Linked DNA regions of Mus musculus: regions 1, 2, 3, 4, 5 and 6 are each linked to region 7. Evidence: chromatin contacts called from public HiChIP or PLAC-seq, Micro-C and promoter capture Hi-C data. All regions are on one chromosome and are shown on one strand. The core of a region is the stretch at or near the end of the contact, and the rest is flanking DNA. Distances in the headings are between cores, read along the strand shown.

The links. Promoter capture Hi-C pulls out the DNA fragments that hold promoters and counts their contacts. A called contact is a pair of places that touch in the nucleus more often than the background predicts. HiChIP or PLAC-seq counts read pairs in DNA pulled down with a chosen protein or histone mark.
Region 1: a Micro-C map of embryonic stem cells shows a contact between it and region 7, with 4 times the contacts expected there. The contact joins the promoter of Sned1 here to the promoter of Ndufa10 in region 7. A contact is called at or near these places in 2 of 39 promoter capture datasets (both in liver) and 1 of 484 Hi-C or Micro-C datasets (embryonic stem cells).
Region 2: a contact with region 7 is called in a promoter capture Hi-C map of the HPC-7 cell line, with 7 times the contacts expected there. The contact joins the enhancer-like site here to the promoter of Ndufa10 in region 7. A contact is called at or near these places in 12 of 39 promoter capture datasets (the 3T3-L1 cell line, 3T3-L1-derived adipocytes, the C10 cell line and 9 more), 3 of 484 Hi-C or Micro-C datasets (the HPC-7 cell line, embryonic fibroblasts and ventricular fibroblasts) and 13 of 115 datasets of contacts at active chromatin or transcription factors (the NIH/3T3 cell line, bone marrow-derived macrophages, embryonic basal ganglia and 8 more).
Region 3: a promoter capture Hi-C map of hippocampal neurons shows a contact between it and region 7, with 4 times the contacts expected there. The contact joins the enhancer-like site here to the promoter of Ndufa10 in region 7. A contact is called at or near these places in 3 of 39 promoter capture datasets (embryonic stem cells, hippocampal neurons and liver), 9 of 115 datasets of contacts at active chromatin or transcription factors (the NIH/3T3 cell line, double positive thymocytes, embryonic forebrain and 5 more) and 1 of 9 other capture datasets (pancreatic islet).
Region 4: a contact with region 7 is called in a promoter capture Hi-C map of liver, with 4 times the contacts expected there. The contact joins the promoter of Traf3ip1 here to the promoter of Ndufa10 in region 7. A contact is called at or near these places in 13 of 39 promoter capture datasets (the 3T3-L1 cell line, the C10 cell line, cranial neural crest and 8 more), 1 of 484 Hi-C or Micro-C datasets (embryonic stem cells), 14 of 115 datasets of contacts at active chromatin or transcription factors (Th17 cells, astrocytes, double positive thymocytes and 10 more) and 3 of 9 other capture datasets (adipose tissue, liver and pancreatic islet).
Region 5: a contact with region 7 is called in an H3K27ac HiChIP or PLAC-seq map of double positive thymocytes, with 3 times the contacts expected there. The contact joins the enhancer-like site here to the promoter of Ndufa10 in region 7. A contact is called at or near these places in 4 of 39 promoter capture datasets (cranial neural crest, embryonic stem cells, frontonasal cranial neural crest and 1 more), 12 of 115 datasets of contacts at active chromatin or transcription factors (the NIH/3T3 cell line, T-cell acute lymphoblastic leukemia, differentiating embryonic stem cells and 7 more) and 1 of 9 other capture datasets (embryonic stem cells).
Region 6: an H3K4me3 HiChIP or PLAC-seq map of embryonic forebrain shows a contact between it and region 7, with 10 times the contacts expected there. The contact joins the enhancer-like site here to the promoter of Ndufa10 in region 7. A contact is called at or near these places in 8 of 39 promoter capture datasets (HPC-7-derived erythroid cells, the SN4741 cell line, cranial neural crest and 5 more), 1 of 484 Hi-C or Micro-C datasets (cortical neurons), 12 of 115 datasets of contacts at active chromatin or transcription factors (the NIH/3T3 cell line, astrocytes, cardiomyocytes and 9 more) and 2 of 9 other capture datasets (adipose tissue and pancreatic islet).

Annotation. Positions count from the first base shown.
Region 1 is chr1:93,234,359-93,237,211 of GRCm38.p6, reverse strand. It overlaps Sned1 (sushi, nidogen and EGF-like domains 1), which reads right to left and starts at 1,315. Exons shown (of 31, transcript NM_172463.4): 1 at 1,011-1,315. The coding sequence starts at 1,223.
Region 2 is chr1:91,566,095-91,568,832 of GRCm38.p6, reverse strand. No RefSeq gene overlaps it. Among named protein-coding and RNA genes, the nearest start is that of Asb1, 27 kb to the right of the region's middle. Within about 2 kb of position 1,417, at least 5 of the 459 cell types and tissues checked have an H3K27ac peak or open chromatin away from gene starts, as enhancers often do. A contact at or near this core is called in the HPC-7 cell line, where this site is marked.
Region 3 is chr1:91,619,151-91,621,872 of GRCm38.p6, reverse strand. All of the region lies in intron 2 of Gm28380 (a long non-coding RNA gene), which reads right to left. Among named protein-coding and RNA genes, the nearest start is that of Gm28380, 9.3 kb to the right of the region's middle. Within about 2 kb of position 1,417, at least 8 of the 459 cell types and tissues checked have an H3K27ac peak or open chromatin away from gene starts, as enhancers often do. A contact at or near this core is called in hippocampal neurons and thymic regulatory T cells, where this site is marked.
Region 4 is chr1:91,493,263-91,495,999 of GRCm38.p6, reverse strand. It overlaps Traf3ip1 (TRAF3 interacting protein 1), which reads right to left and starts at 1,332. Exons shown (of 15, transcript NM_028718.2): 1 at 1,112-1,332. The coding sequence starts at 1,234.
Region 5 is chr1:91,599,550-91,602,249 of GRCm38.p6, reverse strand. No RefSeq gene overlaps it. Among named protein-coding and RNA genes, the nearest start is that of Gm28380, 10 kb to the left of the region's middle. Within about 2 kb of position 1,424, at least 47 of the 459 cell types and tissues checked have an H3K27ac peak or open chromatin away from gene starts, as enhancers often do. A contact at or near this core is called in T-cell acute lymphoblastic leukemia, differentiating embryonic stem cells and double positive thymocytes, where this site is marked.
Region 6 is chr1:91,514,940-91,517,639 of GRCm38.p6, reverse strand. All of the region lies in intron 7 of Traf3ip1 (TRAF3 interacting protein 1), which reads right to left. Among named protein-coding and RNA genes, the nearest start is that of Traf3ip1, 22 kb to the right of the region's middle. Within about 2 kb of position 1,414, at least 13 of the 459 cell types and tissues checked have an H3K27ac peak or open chromatin away from gene starts, as enhancers often do.
Region 7 is chr1:92,472,383-92,475,082 of GRCm38.p6, reverse strand. Ndufa10 (NADH:ubiquinone oxidoreductase subunit A10) reads left to right here and starts at 1,325. Exons shown (of 10, transcript NM_024197.1): 1 at 1,325-1,420. The coding sequence starts at 1,346.

The DNA.
Region 1 (2,853 bases), core at 66-2,565, 760 kb before region 7:
TGGTAGGGATGACAGTATGGCGGCTGAAGGCAGCAGTGCTTATGGCGGAGGTGAGTGTGCCAGTGGAGGCGGTGATAGTGGATGTGGTGGCACTAATGGCAAAATCATTGGTAGAGCTAATGGTGATTGGTGTTGGATTCGGCAGAGGGTGTGTGAGAAGATGGTGCTTTAACTATAGACTACGTTGGCTCTGGCGTTTCTAAGTGGATTTGAGTAATTCAGGAGGCTCATTTCACTACAGATCATCCCTTTGTGCACAGGTGACTGGCGCAGGGTCAGACCCTGAGAACATGGAGGCTGGCACTCAGGTTCTGCAATCCACTGAGACCTCTCCAGCATTCGTGTCTGGGGCTGGAGTGAGGAATTACCCTTGGGAGCCCTGTTTAGAGGGTCTGATCTTGGTGGCCAACCTCCAGGGGACTAAGATGGGGAGGGGAAGGGGTAAGCCCCTCTACACTGCCCCTAGCTGCCAGCCCTGCCCAGCGCAGGTCTCCTGCAACTAAGCAAATCATGCCCGAATTCCTTCTGGCTGTGGGCCTTGGGTGTTAACTGTGGGTGAGGTTGAAATGGCTTAGAGAGGGCTGAGACCATCACAAGCCAGATACCCCACTAGGGTAACTGTGGCCAGAGGCCATGTGCCTACTACCACATAGCTCACTGTGAAGGAACAGGATCGAAGGCTCCCCACTAGGCACTGGGGGACCCGCAGCTCTGCGGAAGCCTGTCGAACTCTGCCAACGTCCCAAACAGGTCGGGCCTTGAGCAGCAGGGGCGCGCCGCGTTCCGCTGGCCTGGCTGTCGCCTAGGTGCCCTGGCGGTTGCTCGCCCCGCCCTGCCCACGCCTCTCCCGCCAGTCGCTGTCCGGCCTTGGCCGCGGGAGAGAGGAAGCGCTGTCCTCATTCCACCTCTGGCTGCCGCGGTGCCAAGTTGCTGGCGGCGGCAGCGGCAAGAGTTGGGGTGGAGGGCAGCGGCGCCCTCCCCGGAGCCCCCTCGAGCTCGGGGTTACTCACGTAGAGTCCGGAGTGCTCGGCGCCGAAGAACGGAAAGGGCACCGAGAGTGGTTGCAGCCCTGAGCCGCCGTCGTCCTGCTTCGGGGTGACGGTGTCGCCGCGCTTCGTGCCGAACGGGTAGAAGTCGGCGAGGGCCACGGCAGCGCGCACCCCGCGCGTCCCGAGCCCCAGGGCTGCGGCCAGCAGCAGCGCCCAGGCGGCGCCGAGGCGCATCGCCGGGATCTGAGGGCGGGCCACGGGGCTCGGGCAGGTGGCTGCAGTCACCGCACGACCGACTGGCCGCACAGTTCCCTTCCGCTAGCTCGCGTCGCACTCCGGAGACCCGCGCAGCTTAGGAAGGCGTGAGGCACGACTGCGGACCGCCTGCCTAACGCGGGGACCGGGGTTTAAATAGCCTGCCCAGCCGGCCACTCGGGAGGGGCGGGGAGAGGCGGGGTCATGCAAATAGTGGCATTTTTAACTTGCTGGTCCGCGGAGTGGGAGGGTGCGGGAGCGGAGCGTAGCTCCCAGGCCCTTCTGTGTCGAGGCTCATTAAAGCCGAACTAGTACTGGGTTGGCTCCACCTCCAAACCGAGGCCCTTTTGCTCTCTTGCATTTGGGCTATGTTGAGGTGAGGACTTACAGTCTCCTGTCACCAGCTTAAGGCCTGCCCACAGGAGGAGCGTGGGCAAACCCAGCAGTTCTGAAGCTGACTTGTTGCCCTAAGGCCTGATTTTGAACAGGCTTCCTGTGTGTCCTCTGGGGTCCCTGTCAGGCCAGAGCATCTGGCTTTTCCTGACAGAATGCCAGTCTGGGCCACTTCTCCCTACAACACTTACACAAACCTTGCGTGGCCACACCCCAGCCCTAAGTTAGGACATCAACTTTCAGAACCAGCTGAAACCTGTCCTAGGGTCTATTCCTTTTCTGGTTTCACTGAGGATGAACCTTGGGTCTGGGAGACTCGAAGACTTACTTAGCTTTCTCTCGTGTAAGGACTTTCCCCTATGGGATCAGTCATGCAGCACAGCTGGACAATGTTAGGGAAACCTGCGGGGTAGGCTGGTCACCCAGGCCCTGGGGGCAAGTTAGTTGCTGTGGCTCCTTAACCTTTCTCGATCTTCTTAAGAATTGCTTTGTAAGTGGCTGTCCTGCCTCAGGGGTGCAACCTGGTCTTTTTCTGTGTCCCCTTGGCGCCTCTTGGGGGCCTCAGTTCTCACCACCTTGTCTGCACCCAGATCCTACTGTTGGATAATGTGACTATAAGCCAAGTCTGGGATCCCCAAAGACAAGATGCTGCCTCTCAAAGAGAAGCAAGGAAGAAAAAGAAAAGCTACAGAAGTAGCAGCAGCTGCCCCGGAGATTCTGGTTTGTGCTGGCTTTGCATTTTTCTGGATTTCCCAAAATCTCTCTAACAAGCATGTGCTGTGTCTCAGTTCCACAAGGGACATTGCATATTATTTTTCAAGTATAGCAGAGAGTTCTCCGTGTGTCAGTCAGGGGTACCTAGCTTACACAGATCCTGTTCTTAGCAGACTCACCACTGTGATACGCCCAACCCTCAGCGTCGGGGACCAGGCACCAAATTTAAGGAGACCATTTTTGTTTGCACTGACCACGTCTACCCCACACCTGGTACATGGCTTGCCTTCCTCTGTCCCACCCCTCCAGCTTTGTGTAGTGATCCTGATTGGCAGAGGGGTAAGCCAAGGCTGGAGATGTGAAATGTTTTGCTGTACAGTTGGCTAGAGAAGATCAGCCTCTGGTGCCAGGCGTGGTGACGACTTTAATCCCAGCACTCAGGAGGCAGGTGGATCTCTGAGTTTGAGGCCAGAGTGAGTTCTAGGATAGGCAGAGCTATATG
Region 2 (2,738 bases), core at 168-2,667, 910 kb after region 7:
TCTCCATGGTCCCCATTCAGCGGCTGTTCATTCTCTTGTGGAGGATCCTGTTCACATTCCCAGCCATCCACCTGCTGTGGTTAGCTGTCACAAATCCTCGCAACCCGGTCAAATCAAAATTCTAGAGGCTTGTAATTCATCAGTCAGATTTCTTATCAGTAAATTCTCACTCCACAAAACTCCTACACAATGAACTCAGAGCCAATGGATATTGATATAAACTGCCCATCTAGATTGAACACATTGTCCTGTAATTATCTATCCCTTATAAAATATTCATAGCTACTGGCAGCTATTTAAAGCCACGTGGAATCTGGATCATCTTTCTCTTCCTCCATCTTCCTTCTTCCTCATGTCTCCCTATCTCTCCCATCTCTAAAACTCTCAGCCCGCCTTTTTTATCCAATACTCACTCACAGGCCTTATCTTGTGCCTGCCCTCACCTGCATATAGACCACAATCCACATTCAGTGAATGCTATTATGGAGATTAACAGACAACACTTGAAATCCATGGTCCTCTGAGTATCGCTGAGAGGGCATCACTGGGCACAGGGCTCCCTCTAAGCAAGAAAAAGAAAAGTAGCCCAACAAGTGTAGAGCCAGGGTAACAACAGAGAAGAAGTCTTGCCAGCCCTACAGGCAGGGTGATGAGGCATGTTTCTTTATCCAACATTCCCCTTTCAGGTGGTGAGGCAGCAGAAGGAGCCTGCTAAACTAGAACAAGATCAGGATACCTAAAGACAGTTGAAAAAGCACCATCACAGCAAGAAACAGAGGCATCTTGGCTTGAGTTAGAAGTGGGTCAATATAGTCCTAGGGCAGCCCTCATCAAGGTGCTTCAGCAAGGAACTAGAAAGACTCTGGGCACTTATGAGTAGGAAGTCTCGGCAAAGATTTAGAACAAGAGAAAAAGAAACAAATGGAAACATTGCAACTGAGAAATGCCACACCAAATTAAAGAGGCAAACTGACTAGAAAGGCTCCGCCAAGAACAGAGAGCAGAGGAAAGAACGTGAATGGGGGAAGAGAACACACACATAAACCACTGTGAACAAGAGAGGGAAACAGAAAGGCAGGAAAACAAGCAGAGCTCAGACCTGTGAGCTCGGAACCAGGACGCCACCTTTCAGTTCATCTGAGTTCTGGGGAGACAAAAGAGTGGGGAAGAGACTGAACAGGCACTCAAAGGAAGTTGTCCAAGATGGACCAAAACAAGGGGGCTGTGGTGGTTTGAATGGGCAGGGTCCCACAGACACATGTGCTTGAATGCTTGGCCCATAGTGGGGCTATTGTTGCTCATGGGGAGTGGCGCTATTAGGAGGTGTGGCCTTGCTGGAGGAAGTGTGTCACCATGGGATGTGGGCTTTGAGGTCATATATGTTCAAGCTACACCCAGTGTGGTAGACTGTGGCTTCTGCTGCCTGGGGTTCAAGATGTAGAACTCTAATCTTCTCCAACACCATATCTGCCTGCACACTGCAGTGCTTCCTGCCGTTAGGATAATGAACTAAACCTCTGAAATGTAAACCAGCCCCAATTAAATTGTTTTTTTCTTTGTAAGAGTTGCCGTGGTCGTGGTGTCTCTTCAGAACACAAGCTTATTGTCCTAGTTTCATTTCTGTTGCTACAGGGGTGGAGTGTGGGGACACACACACACCTCTGACCAGAAGCAACAGGACAAACTCGGTTATTTGGGTAACAATTCCAGGTCACAGTCTGTTATTGGAGGAAGTAAAGTGCCATCCACAAAAGCATAAAGACCTGAGTTCAGATCCCACGTACCCACTAACAGCCAGTGGTGATAATATGCCCCGGTAACACTAGCACGGGGAAGATAGAGACAGGAGGGTCACTGACATCCTTTGGACAATCATATAGCTGATCTGATGAGCTTCAAGTTCAGTCTCAAAAAATTAGTGGGAGAAGAGTTGTGGAGATGGCTCACAAGTTAGGAGCCCTGGCTGCTCCCAGAGGACATGGGTTCAATTCCTAGAGCCAATACGGTAGCTCACAACCATCAGTAATTCAAGTCTCAGGAGAGCCTATACACTCTTCTAGCCTCCTTGGGTACCAGACATGTGTGTGGTAAAACACATACATGCAGACAAAAATACACATGTACATAAAATAAATACACAATCCAAAAAATAAAATAAAGGGAGAGGGAAGGAGGGGGGGGAATACACCCGATGTTGACCTCTGGACTCCACATATACATGCACACTTGTATACATGTGACACTAACAGGTATACTCAACACACACACTTCTTTTGAGAAAGGGGGGAAATTAAAGGGAAATAAAAACCTCCCAGGAAGAAAATGGTGGAACGAATAAAAAATAACCAAAGAGGGTTGACCAGATGGCTCAACAGTCAACAGCACTTACCACTCTTGCAGAAGACTCAGGTTTGGTTCCCAGAACCCACAAAATGGCTTACCACCACTTGTAACACTAGTTTCAGGCCATCCAATGCCCTCTTCTGACCTCCATGGAACTCTGGGCACATGTATGGTGTCCACACACATACACTCACACACATAAACTAAGGCATTTTTAAAAACAGTCAGTACAATAACCCAGGCTTTAGGGGAGTCTTTTGCTAACCTTCCTGTTTTTCACACTTGAAACACATCTCAAGGTTCCCATTGGCAAGACAGTGAGCAGCTGGGAAACTGCTGGGTCTCATTAGGTTGTTCGAAGCTAATTTAGAAAAGGCTCATTCAGTTTCATTAAG
Region 3 (2,722 bases), core at 168-2,667, 850 kb after region 7:
TGGGTGGGTAGGGGAGTGGGGGTGGGTGGGTAAGGGGGACTTTTGGTATAGCATTGGAAATGTAAATGAGCTAAATACCTAATAAAAAATGGAAAAAAAATAAATAAATAAATAAATAAATAAATATCTACCACGACCTTGCCTTTGCACCTGATGTACTGACAACCCTCCAGGAAGAGACCTGCCAGCCAAACAGAAGGCTAAGGTTCACTCAGAGGAGAAGAGAGACGACAGCCTCTGAGAAACTACTGTGTAAATAAATCAGCTCCCCTTGGGTCTGAGAATTCAATACCACCTCGAATCCTACACCAAGTGGCATAAAGATGATCTGAGAAAAGGGACAAGACCAGAGGAGGTCGGCAGGAGGAGAGCAAGAAGTACATGGACTTCCTGGGCGCTTCTCTTCAGTACTGCATGAACCTTAAACTGTTTGAAAACAAATCTATTTTTTAAATGGGGGATTAGTAGGAGGTGGGGCCTAGTTGGGGGAAGTGGGACTGGGCATGCCTTTGAAAGGCACTGAGACACTTCCTCTCTGCCTTTGCTTCTAGTCTGGGGTGAGGTTAGAAGCTCCCCCATCATGCCTTTCACTATGATGTTTGAATTGCCTTACCACACATGAACTCCGGGGCAACAGAGCCAAGTGGCCATGGATGAAAGCAACGAGGCAGTTATTTTGTCAAGTGACAGACAAAACAAAAAACAAAAAACCTGACAAACGTTTGCCTTGTGGAGAATGGAGTCACATCCTATCTCAAAAAACTAAGGGCTGCTGTGATGGTTCAGTAAGTAGAGGTGTTTGCAGCTAAGCCTAAGAATCTGAGTTCGATCCCCAGAACCTGCACGCTGGAGGTAAAGAGCTAAGTCCCACTGTTGGCCAGGACGAGGGCATAAAGGATGTCCTCAAAGGTGTGGCATGTCCTCTCACCTCAGCCCTAGGCTGATGGCTCCACATCTAACTCCCTTCTGCTGAAGTGGTCCATCAGGTCTTATTTGGCCTCAAGCTGGTCCTCTCCACAGCTCAGGGTCTCTTTGTCTGCCCCAAAGCATTCTGGGAATACAGCATTTCTCAAATGCTGTCCCAGGATTCCCACCCTATCGCTATCACAGAGAGGCCAGGGTTCCCAAGAGTCCTCAGGAGTGCTATTCTGAGCACAGTGTTCTCCACAGTAGTCCCTCTGGCATCCAGCCATCCTTCCCACCACTCTGTAGGCTGCTCATGGGGGTCTACTGGGGGTCCTACACTGGTTTCTGCATCCTATGAAGTCTTTCACAGTGCCTTTCTTCTAGCCCTTCTAGAAGACTCCCTGTCATGGACGCTTTGGGTAGAGCTGTGTCCTGTTTACCACCCTGGTAACTTGGTTTTTGCCAGATCCCTTCCCTGTCTCCCATCCCACACAGTGTTTATCACGCTGGAAGGGCAGGATCTGCCTCTCATACACAGCCTGCTCTTCCCCAATCTGCTTTCTGTGGTATAAGTGTGTGTAGACAGACACTGGCTGCAGAAATTTAGCTTCTGAACATGGTGATAATGTTTCCTCCATATTCTGCCTCATTTGGGTATTTCAAACATTGAAAATCTTCAACTAACATGCAGAAAACGTCCCCAGGCTGACCTTTGGCAGAGCGTATAGACAAAGGACATCAACAATGGTTATGGTGTCCAAATAGCAAGGACTTCCCTACTTTGATGCACACACAGGAAGAGAGGCCAGTGGGCTCACTCTATCTTCTTAACTGGCACAGGCATGGCCCACAGTCACCTTCTGTCCCCTCAGACATGCAAAGACTTGGTGATAGTGCCTCCTCAACAGCTGGACATAGACACTGAGGAGGGTGAGAGAGAGAGACCACATTACAGGAAAAACTATACTGCACATCTTTGCTATGAGATGGGAAAGCCTTGCCGAAGGCTCATCCTGCTGGCTAAGTCTTGGTTATTGTCAACTTTCGAACTTCACCCTGGCTTGAAGGTTTTCTGAATAAAAGACAGACTTTTCACAGGAAAGGGCCTTCTCTGCCGCACTACAGTGAAAGTCATCAGGGAAAAAGACTCCCAACTGGGTTGCTTCCCAGACAACCAGGCTTGGAAAAGGTGTGGTGTGACTTTAAGAGAACCAAGAGGAGGGGCCTTGGGAATGTTAAGGAGGAAGCCTTGGCCAGATTGGCAGAGGGAGGGAGAAGTTGCCTCCCCAGGAAGGAGGCTACCTGTTCAGGGAGCCAGGCTCAGGAGACCCTGGGTCTTTGGGTACCTATTGGGTCCCTGGGCAACTAGCCTCAAACAATGGTGGTATGAGGAAACAAGAAGGACTACAGTTTGGAGGCTGGTGTCTAGTCACACATACCCTTCTCCAAGTTGTAAGGCCCGGAACCTCCAAGATAAGGAGATAGTCCATGAGAGAAACATCTAGATTGTCTAAAACTATGTGGGGGCACCAACTCAGAGGGTAGGAGTACAGGCCTTTTCCTGACCTGCATTTGAAAGGACAATGAAGGCAGATGTTGATACAGAAACCAGCAGTCCCCTTGTCAGCCTGAGGGGCTGTAGGTACCAATGGCTCCTGCTCCAGGCCCAGCCACATGCGCAGGGCCTCCTGTGATACCAGGCAGCATATTGCTGGAAGATCTGACAGCTGTGCTGGGCAAGGTCAGGATGTTGCAAGACTGGACAAGGGGATCCAAAATACAGTGATAGAAAGATGGTGGTGTGACCTCCATGGCA
Region 4 (2,737 bases), core at 83-2,582, 980 kb after region 7:
GAGAAAGTCTGAGGGTCAACACTGGGAGAGACCTTGAGCTCTGGACTTCTAAGTCCCAACCATACCCCAAGTTCCACAGCACCTTCTGGAGTACCATGCCCATTCTGTGTACCCCCTGCAGTGACACTCTTGGGGTTACCAAGAGCCCAGACAGACTCCACACAATTGTAACTGTTGTACAATGTTATGTACCTCATCCAATGCAGCTTCCTGGAGACTCACTAACAAATAGAAGACAAGCTCTAAAGAGACATAATGGTAAGTGCTGCAGGTTGGGAGAAGTAAAGTAAGGCAGGTCCCAAGACCTAGTGGGCCTGGGAACCTAACATGGAAGGCACCACTGAATGCTCAGAAGGTCCCAGACAAGGACCTGCACCCTACCCAGGCCTCAAGTATAAGCACAGCCCAATTCCAGAGCCCCAACATACCTCCAGCTCCTAACAGCAACTTGACCCTGAGCCTAGACCCTGTCCCGAGGCTCACACTCAATAAACCGATGTCAGCCCGGGCCTCTACCTCCTCTCAGCCTCACCTTCTGGCTCCAGCACCCTAACCCACAGACCTAGACTCTGACCCGGGCCTTCTATCTCCACCCAAACCACTAGACCAGCACCCGCTACTCTACCCTGACTCCAACTGGAACCTAACCCTGACCCTCACCTGGACCTGGACCTGCACCTCCACCCCTCAACGCACTCTCAATCCAATCAGCACTCGGAGCCACACAGACCTTACCATTGACCCTGATCCTCACCTTCATCTGAGACTAATCCTCATTTCGACCCAAACCCTGATTGGCATCCTACAACGCCCCTCACACTACCCGGTCCCTCAACGCGATCCTCACGCTACCTGGTCACTCGCCTTGATCCGGCCCTAATTCTGACTCTCACCCCGAAACGAATCCTACTCAGACGCGCATCCTACCTCGACTCTCACCCTACCCGGACCCTCACTCCGACACTCGCTCGGTCCCGCACTTAACCATAACCTTCAACACCGTTACCCCAACCCTCAACCCGTCCCGCCACTACCCGGACCCTTAACCCGTTCCGCACTCTACCCCTACCCTCACCCCACCTCAACCTGACGCGCACCAGCCCGCGCCTACCTCGGTGATGATGTCGTGCAGGTAGCGGAACGGTGGCTTGTTGAGCAGCTTCTCGGTGAGCGGCGGCCTCCGGATCACCTTGCCCAGAGCCTCCTGCGTCCGCCGCACCACTGCGGCGTTCATGGCGCTGCCGCCCGCGACCGCTCGCGCCCCTCCTCGCGCGCCGCGCCTCTGCCCGGTGCCCCGAGATGCCCGCCGTCCCGGCGCGCCGGTCTCCCATCCCACAGTGCACCGCAGCTCGCCACCGCGCTTGCGCGTGCCACCAGCACCCGGTCTCTAGGGCCGCGCGGCCTTGGCAACGGACGCGCGCCCGGCCCCGCCCATCCCCTCCGGCCTCTCTAGCTGCTCTGGAGGACACACGCGCTCCGCCTCTGTGGCTGCTTGAACCTGAGCCTGCTCCGCCAACCCGGCGCACCATAGGGCGCTGCACAGCACTGCCCAGAGACCTGGCATTCTGAGTGAGAAAAGAGCGACCATTTGATATTTCTAAGGAGAGCATTTACAGTAACACCCACCAGGAAAATAACACTTCACATAAACTTGGAAAAGGACTTGACTCCTTTCATCCCTTCATTCCTGTTCCCTGCCCAGCATCCCCTGCCTTAGGTAATCTTTAAGATGGTGCCAAGGGGAAGGGTTGTGTCCTTCCACATTTTCTGTGCTCTTGGTTCACCAGAGCGGGCACAAAACTGTGAAGGAGCTAGGCCCTTAGGCTAGGATGCTGCAGCTTTCTGCTACACACACACACACACACACACACACACACACACTTACTTCCCACCTCACCCTCACCACCACCCGAGGCTATGCAGGAGATGCTTCTACTGGATCAGGTGTTGCTGCTGTGCCTGAGGTCTGGAGCTCCTCTGCCCAAACTGGCAGAACCCCAACTAGAACATTGCCCCTGATCTCTCTACCATGGCTACACCCCGAGAGCCAGAATCTTCTTTAAGAGCCCTCTCACTCTGAGCCCCAGCTGGAGTTGGTCTCTGGGGGAGTTCAGAGAGCAGAATTCAGAGAGCAGAAGTCCTGTCTCTAAACACCGCCCCTAAGAACATACCCACCTAGCTCCTACCCTAGAAAGTTCACTCTGAGCAGAATCGTGATGTAGGTGTGGAATGAAAGCTGGAGCCAGCAACTGGCTTGTTTGTGATGCTGGACCAGGTGGTAGGAACTCAGGGTTTTACTTGGAAGATACCTCTGACCTTGGGAATTCTACTGAGGACCTGGAGCCTATGCCATACAACAAAGCGAAGATGATGCTTTATCCTCTCACAGCTTGTGGAGGAGGGCAGAACAGTAAGTGGATCCAAGAACACACACACACACACACACACACACACACACACACACACACACACACGAAGGCCAGAGTACAGTTTTGGCTGCCTTTAGGAGGGCTAACCAACCAGAAGATCTTCAGTCTATCTGGGTATCAAAGTTTTTTAGAAGATCCAGGACAGCAAGTATTGTCAACCAACCCTCTGGGGACTGACCTAGGGGAGGTAACTTTGAAGAGTATAGTTCTATCTTCCAGAGTCTCACCCCTGCCTTTGGTTCAGCCTACCCACCCCCATACTGAAGAAAGACATTCTTCAGTGGACAACATTCTGGTCACCAACGAAG
Region 5 (2,700 bases), core at 175-2,674, 870 kb after region 7:
ACACACATGGCCAATGAACAGCCTGCCTCTGCCATGTCTCACTGAGGGCTGATCCATGAACTTCTACAGAACCCTGGTCGACTGTCACCCAGTCTCCAAAAGAACCTCTAAAGACCAGGGCTACTGCCAGCTTTTAAAGTGCAAAGTGATGGGACCCAAACAGCATTTTAGAAAGATGGCTTTCTGAGAAAGGGCTTGGACTGCTTGAGGTCTCAGGAGACAAGGATTCTGGAAAGTGCCACAGTTGGTTGTCAGGAGGCTTAGATTCGAAGCTCTTATTGGCCAGCTGTGTGACCTCAGACAACCCATTCATCAGCTCCCAACCCCAGCTGTTTCTGACAAGGACAGAAAACCCACCTGGGCCAAGCATGGGATGGAACCAGGTGTGCCAGGCCTGGAAGCCAAGTCTCTTGTCAGTGACAGCAATGTGTGAGTGTCAGCTGCCACCTGGATGTCCTCCATAGTCATGCTGGCTGACTTCTGAGTGATCCAAACTATGGCGTATAGACAAGAAACCCCAGCTCTCCCCACTTCTGCAGAGAATGCTTCAGCCCTGATGCTGGGTAAAGTCCTCTGAAAGTCCTAACCCCAGGACAAACTAGCAGGTGGGCTAAGTTCACTGAAGTCAGTCCTTATGAGGCCCACACTCTGACTCAGGGCCCAGGTGTGGTGCCCTGTGTATAACACCCTTGCCCCAGGAGGAAGCCCTATTGTCTGTCAGCAAGGCAAGCCCACAGGGCTCTATAAACTGGCTTTCCTCAGGCCCCTGGTAATCATGGACAGGTGTCTATACATGTCACCAGCTAGGCTGCAGAGATCTGCAGTAGATCTTCATTAACCTCAGCCCCAGGATGTGACCCAAATCAAGCATTTGGGACCTGGGGAGGTTGACAATGACACTGCACACAGACCCAGCCAACAACAGGATCCCAAAGCCCAGGGGCAAGGTGTTGCAACCGTGCCCCACTGCGAGTGGAAGGAGCTATACCGGGCCAACCTCGGCCCATACTGCCAGGCCATGGGAGCTCAGGAAAGTTTATGAATCAGGTCCAGACCCTGCCCCTCCCCCATCCCTCTGTGCACAGCTCTCGCAGTCCTTCTGGCCTCCAGATGCACAGTCTGCAAGCGATTTCCCTTTTGTTATTTCAAGCTTGGGGCCTTGATCTTTTGCCACTTTGGAAGGAGCATAGAAACAAAGGGATCTGGGGCTGTTGCCTAATACTGATGCTGGCTTCACCCAGCCAGCCTCCATCTTAGTCCCTGTGCCCTTGCTACCCAGCTGAGCCTTTGATGAGAGAAAGCAGGCACCCCGGGAGCTGCTCAGCAGCTCCCTCTCCTGTCCCCACAGACCTGGGCTCACACAGAGAGAGCCGCGTGCTCCTCTCAACAGTGGTTGCTGCCAACAGGCTGAGACTTGACTCTTGCCAAGCCCTCTGGTGTCCATGACACCTCAGTGCAGCAGCAGAGCAGCCTGTGTGCCCTGCCCTGAGCAGCTGGGGTTGCAGGCCCTTGGCCAAGCTTCACTCACTCAAGCCCAAGGTGCAGAGTCCCCAGCAGTGTGTTAGCCCACCACCCTCCTGCCATTTGCCTGCAGGCTTTGGGCTTGCACACTTGGCTGGAGACAGAGGCTCACAACACATGCTTGTTGAATGATGATGATCCCAGCTCTGCTACACCCAGCAAGTGCCCTGAGCATCCTTCGGAGCACCAAAAGGAAGGGACATCACTAGTGTTGTTAAAGCCCTATCACTAGTGTTGTTACAGACTGTCACAGAGACCCTGGGGGAGAGGCAAAGAGGAGGGTCCCAGCCATCAGAGAAACAGAGGGAAGGGCAAGCAGGAATGTGGCACCCCAGAGAGAATTGGGCAAATACCTTGCAGACTGATGCCCTTCCTGGGCCAGAATGAAGGAGTGGAGTTTCTCCGTGAAGGAAAGGGAAAGTCATTCCAAGCCAAGGACACAGTCTGGGTGTTGAATCAGACTGTAAACTCCAGCGGGAAAGATATGAAAAACCCAAGAGTAATGGAGAGACCAGTGGCAGAGATCAGATACCATCTTAAGACGGCAGAAGCCCTATAGGGTCATGAGCAGAGCACAGGGGCAACACAAAGGGTAAGAAACCAATCACACTGAGTGCCAGGTGCTAATGCAGAGGGCATGGGGCATGAGGACAGCCCTGAAGCTGCAGAGGACCTGGGGTTCAATGCTCAGGTGATGGCCAGAGAGTCCCTCCAGAACAAGGTTCCAAGGTAGGGGGTGGCATCAGGGAGGGGAAGGATAGTGTGACTGCAAGAGGGGAGCTCTGAGAAGGCGGAGACAAAACTGCAGCGTTGGGCCATCAGGATGCTCCGTCAAGCTGGAGGCTGAGGCTTAGAACCACAGCACCTGTGGAGCAGTCTGGGGACTAAGAGTTCAGGGAAGCATCTGTATTTCAGAGCTGGGGAAAAAGTAAAAAGAGACACAAAAGCCAGAAGAGGATCCTGGGAAATCACTAAGGGAGGAGAGGACACAAGGCACAGAGCTTCCTGCAGAACACTCTCTGACCTCTGTGTTATTCCTCGCCCCACATGGTTCAGGTCCCAAGCCCGAGTGCAGGGGGCTACAGTCACGCTTTCCCAGGTGTCTTTGGTCTACAGGAAGATGCTAACACTCCAGATGAAGGAGATGGAGTCCTAGGCTGGGGAGGTCTGTGTCAAGTT
Region 6 (2,700 bases), core at 165-2,664, 960 kb after region 7:
ATCCTTGTGACACACTTAACATCCAGAACATGTTTACAAAAGGGCAGCATGCTGAGGGGAGGAGCACCTTGCTGGAGAGAGCAGCACACGTTCACATGTCTCCATAGGAGAGCAGCCCTGCATGTGCCACATGAGTACACAGGACATCTTCTCATGAGCACTGCAGCAGAGCTCCTAGACAGAGTAATCTGCGGGAGGCAGGAGTTCTTGAGGCCAAACAAAAGAAAAAATGAGCTAGGATCTTTTCTCTGCAGGCCCCAGGAAACCCCAATGTTTCAACACAGAGCAGGGTAATTGGTCAGGGACTAGACACTAAGTCAGTATGAAACTGCAGGGGACCAGAGACAGCAGTAGGAATCCAGAACAGTGCTCTAGGCAACGGCATGAGGGATTCCACTCAATCTAGGAAGAGGGCACAAGAGCATCCTTAGGTCCTTGCCTGCCCATAGACCTGCTGTTTCCTGCAGGCTGGGCTAGGCTCTGCTCACCTCTGCTCTGATCTTCAAGCCTTAGTGAACACAGAGCTTTTGAAATCTAACCTGATCTATGTCACCATTACCATAAACGTCACCTTTCCCAGTGCTCTGCACCAAAGCACTGAGACCTCCTGACTATGACTGCATGAAGTCTCCAAGGACCTGGCTGGGCCCTCTACTCTCCCCTGCCCACAGTTTGCTTCTCATGCTTCTACTACAACATGCCAGCCAACGCAACTCTTCCTGGCCGTGAGCTTCATTGGGGACACCTTCCTGTGAGGAAGGATGGTAGGCTCTCCTGTTTCCCAGGTCACCCTCAGTCCCCTACCCCTCTCCTCCAGCATCTCCTGTCTAATGATTTCTCTCTGTGTCTGCAGCTTCACCTCAGCTCCTGTACCACCTCCAGAGCAGGCAGCCCCCGCCACCCTTCTTTCCCATGCATTCATGGCCTTGGTCCTGACATAGTAACTCGCAAACACTCTGTATTTAAACTAGTTGACAAACATCATCCTTCACCTGGCTGCACTCAGTAGCACAAGGCCAGCCTGCGGGAGGCTCCCAGGCTCTGGGATCACCTGAGGGTGTTCGACCATAGTCCTTTGTAAGGTAAAAGTAGCTGAAGAAAACGTCCATCCAGACTGGAGCCACCACAGACCATCACGCGGCAGCCACATTTTTGGCTGTCTAAAGTCCTCTGAGCAGGAGTGCCCTGCAGGGCTCTGAGCAGTGGCCTTAGAACCTGTTTTAGAGATCATCTGTGACACCCCTAAGGTCACAAATGCCACCACTTCACATTAGGGCCCAAGAGTGTCTTGCCTGTGCTACCAAGGAATGGTCTTTATGGGAAAGACAGGAGTGAGTCCCTTGCCACATCAAGCGTAAGCTCAGCCCTGGCTGCACCCTGAGAGGACATTGGTGCCTGGCAGCTGGCTTCCTCTAGGCTGCTCAGTCTCCTCCCACCAAGAGGTGTGAAGGGGTCATTCTTACCTTTCTGCTTTACTGCTGGCTCTGGCTCAGCGCTCTCCCGCCACAGACTAGCTGAGTTATCATCTGAAATACTCGTTCAGTTAGTATTGGCTTCTCTGATCCTGACATAAAGAGTTCAAAGCTGGGCACGAGACTGCGCCCTGAAGGGCTTGCGACTAAAGGGCTGCCTAGCACTTACACGTCTGAGTTCTCCCACACTGCTACACGCCAAGGATGACGACAAGGGTAGCTTCTAAGAATGTGTGGCTCTGGGATTGCTGCAGGAGGAGAGCTCCAAGAACCTGGCCAGGACCTCAGGCCAGCTGAGACTGGTAACTCCCCAGCCAAACAGTCTGGCCCCACATCCCCAGAACCAGTTATACCAGCTCCCACCAGCCAGGCCTGAAAGCTAAGCTTCACCCACCTGGCACATCAGGAGGGAAAGAGAAAAAGGAAAATACTTTTGACGTGGTACACATGTCTTGACACATTAAAGAGTCTTAAACATTTTCTGCTGATTACTAATGCTCAAGTGTCAAAAATGGAAAAAAGTTCATAATAGGTGGAAAATAAAATACTTCCAATATTAAAAGCAAAGGGGAAAAAGAGGTATTCACAGGGCAGGCTACATATGGCAGTGGGCTCAACTCTGAAAGTGACTCGTCACTCAAGGGCCCAGGGAACTAAACAGCCTGCTTCCCGAAACCCACCATTCAAAGAAGCAGTCCCACCACAGCCTGCCAGGGTTAAATCCCCACCACAGCCTGCCAGGGTTAAATCCCACCACAGCCTGCCAGGGTTAAATCCCACCACAGCCTGCCAGGGTTAAATCCCCACCACAGCCTGCCAGGGTTAAATGGCCACTCCAGTTGGGAAGGGCTACATAACCTAGTGGTGTGTGCCTTTACCAGGAAACTTTCCTTCAATTTATAAAAATACTGGCCTAACAGCCTAATGAAGTAAGAAGGTGCCGTAAATGTTTTATAAAGCACAGCTGAAGAATGGACGTGAAACTCTCAGACCTAAGAGAAGCAGGCTCGGCAGCTACGCGCAGCCGCTGCACGAGGACCCCTGCAGGCTGTGCTGGAACATGAGCTATGCCAAGTCCACGCTGTCGGTCGCACTGGCCCTGTAAGTGCCAGCATTTCTGCTCTACAAAGGCCAGCGGCCTCCTGGGAAGTACAAACACTACTGTCTGTCCATGGGAAGCCACCACACTGTCTGTTCTGTCTGTCTGTCTGCCTTTATCAATTTATTG
Region 7 (2,700 bases), core at 76-2,575:
TCCCTGAACCAAGCAATCTGATCACACATAATTATTTTGGTTAGTTTGTTTTTTATATCAGTTGATTTTAGGATGACATCCCATTGCTTGTGGTGCACCACTCATTTCATGTGTTGCTGGATTCAATTTGCTGAGATACTGATATATGGAGGTCTTACATTTTTGTACTGTCTTTGACAGTTATGGCAGCATAACATGCGATAGTAAGCATTATCGCTTCTGTTTTCTGGAGGAGACTGTACATATTTAGTATCATATATTTATGTATAAAGTAAAATTCTTCAGTAAAACATACGTGCTTGGGAAATTTCTCTTTTGGGGTTGAGTGATTTTTGAATTACACTGGAGGGGAGTAGGGAAATGAGATAATGATCAGGATTCAAAAGAAATGAGGAGAGGTTTCCCCTTCCCGTATTCAATGTACTGTAAGGATACAGGACTTTCTAGAAATCCAGAAATGCGGGGGAGGTTTTGTGTTAACTACATGGAAAGTGGTCCAAACCCAACCCAGAACTCCTCATTGTCTTGGGGATCCTCTCCCTATCAGCACTTTCCTGGCTTCTGCGCACTGCACTCTTCCACCTCAGAGGCTCTTGGAGCTGAAGAGCTTTCCAGGAGGTGACTATAAAGTCGGCAGCTGTGGAAATGAGGCAGGGTGATCTGCACTGGAGATATATGGTGGTGCCAGGTCTGTGGCCACCTCAGCTCTTAGCACTACAAAAGCTCAGAACTGCTAGGTCGTGAATTGGTTGCCCCCACAGGGCTCAAGCTGATGACAGGTCCTTCTCTCAGAAACCTAGGCAGGGAGAATGTGACGCCCCTAGAACTCAGATGGGGAATGGACTCTCTCCTCAGCGACCAGAAGGGCGGGGAGCGGATCCTCCCTACAGAACTCAAACAGAAAGTGGGTCTACGTTTGGGCGTGGAGCAGGGAGACAGCACAGATTCTGGGGAGCGAGAGGATTCACCCCACAGAACACCTGGGAGTGGGGGGTCACACTTTTGTCACACAACTCAAGCATCTGCGAGAACCCGAGCTCAAAGCTGGGAGCCTCAAGGCCCAGGCAGGACTTCTAGCCCTTTGCCACTTTCATACTATAACTTGTCTAGGATCTAGGCGCGCTCCTCGCCCAAACAATCTAAGCTCAAGCAACTAGAGCGTCGACAAGCCTAAGCTCCGCCCCTTCCCTCTGGCCCCGCCCCGTCCCAGTTCCGGAATATTTTCTTTTTTCGACAGGCGCCGCGAACACTCAGTGGTGACGTCATGGCAGCGCGCCGCGGACGAGCTAGGACCCCGTCGCGTTCATGTCCCTCTGGTCCTTGAGCCGGCGCAGACGGCGAAGTCATGGCCTTGAGGTTGCTGAGACTCGTCCCGGCGTCGGCTCCCGCGCGCGGCCTCGCGGCCGGAGCCCAGCGCGTGGTGAGCGGCGGGTGGCTCTCCTTGCTTGGATCTCGGCCTGTCGGCTCCGAGCCCTGACGCTCCGGCGGCGTCTGTCAGACCCGTGAGCCGCGAGCTCCTGAGGCCTCCGCTCACAGCACCGGTGCAGCGGGACTCACTTTCCCGGCTGCATACGGAGAGCCGAGATGCCGGAGCTCCGGAGCCTGGGCCCGCATGCTCATCGGTTCAGAAACTGCTTTGTGGAACGCCTTGTAGACTCTGGGGTGACGTGATGTGGAGCAGCAACAGAGATTTGGGGTAGATTGGGGAGGATTAGGACCTTTTAGGGTGCATGCAGAATAATGGGTGACAGTAGGTGCTTAGGGGACCGTGGCTGGAAACAGGACACGTCTTATGACGGCATCATAACTTCTTTGCTTTATAGTAGCTAGAACTACATAGGTGGTAAATCGGAAAGGGGTTGACAGTCATGCTAAGGATTTTTATTTTGAACAGGAGTGATCTGTGTGTGAAAGAGGTATAGATGTGAACCAGAGAGAGACGAGGTGTGTGTGAATGTGAGCCTGGATCGGCACTGTCAGCCTAAGCCCCACTATGAATTAGCACTGTCAGCTTAAGCCTATTAGGATCGCAGTGGAGCACAGCAGCAAGAGCACAGAGCATATTCACAATCCACTCTTGACCTTGACCCTCAGAGACCACACTCCTTCCCCTGTATCTTCACATCACCCTCTTCAGTGAAGTCGTTTCATATATTCACATGTCGGAAGTTCAGTCACACCCCGTTCCACCCTAAGCTTTTCATGCATTGAGTTCATTCTTTATGCTGTGAAGTTTTATTGTTTTGCACAATGAGCAATATTATATTTTGGACTTTACAATACACACAGAGTAGTTCACAGCCCTAAAAAAAAAAAAATCTATTGTCCTTAATATTCATTTATTTCCCACCCTGTCAACTCCTGACAGCCACTGTGCTTTTGATGATTTTTGTCATTTTGCCTATGCTAGACTCGTGTAATCAGTCACACATATTACCTGACACAGTGCTTTCTTTTTTTACATAGACTTTGACAGTTACACTTAGAATTTATTTGTGGGGCTGCACAGCTGTTAAGAGTACTTGTTTCTCTTTTAACACACACACACACACACACACACACACACGTACACAATCTAGACAATATTTCTTAAGCCAGATGTTGTGGTGCACACCTTTAATCCCAACATGAGACAGGCAGATCTATGAATTCTCGGACAGCCTGGTATACAGGGAGTTCCAGACCAGCCAGGGCTACATA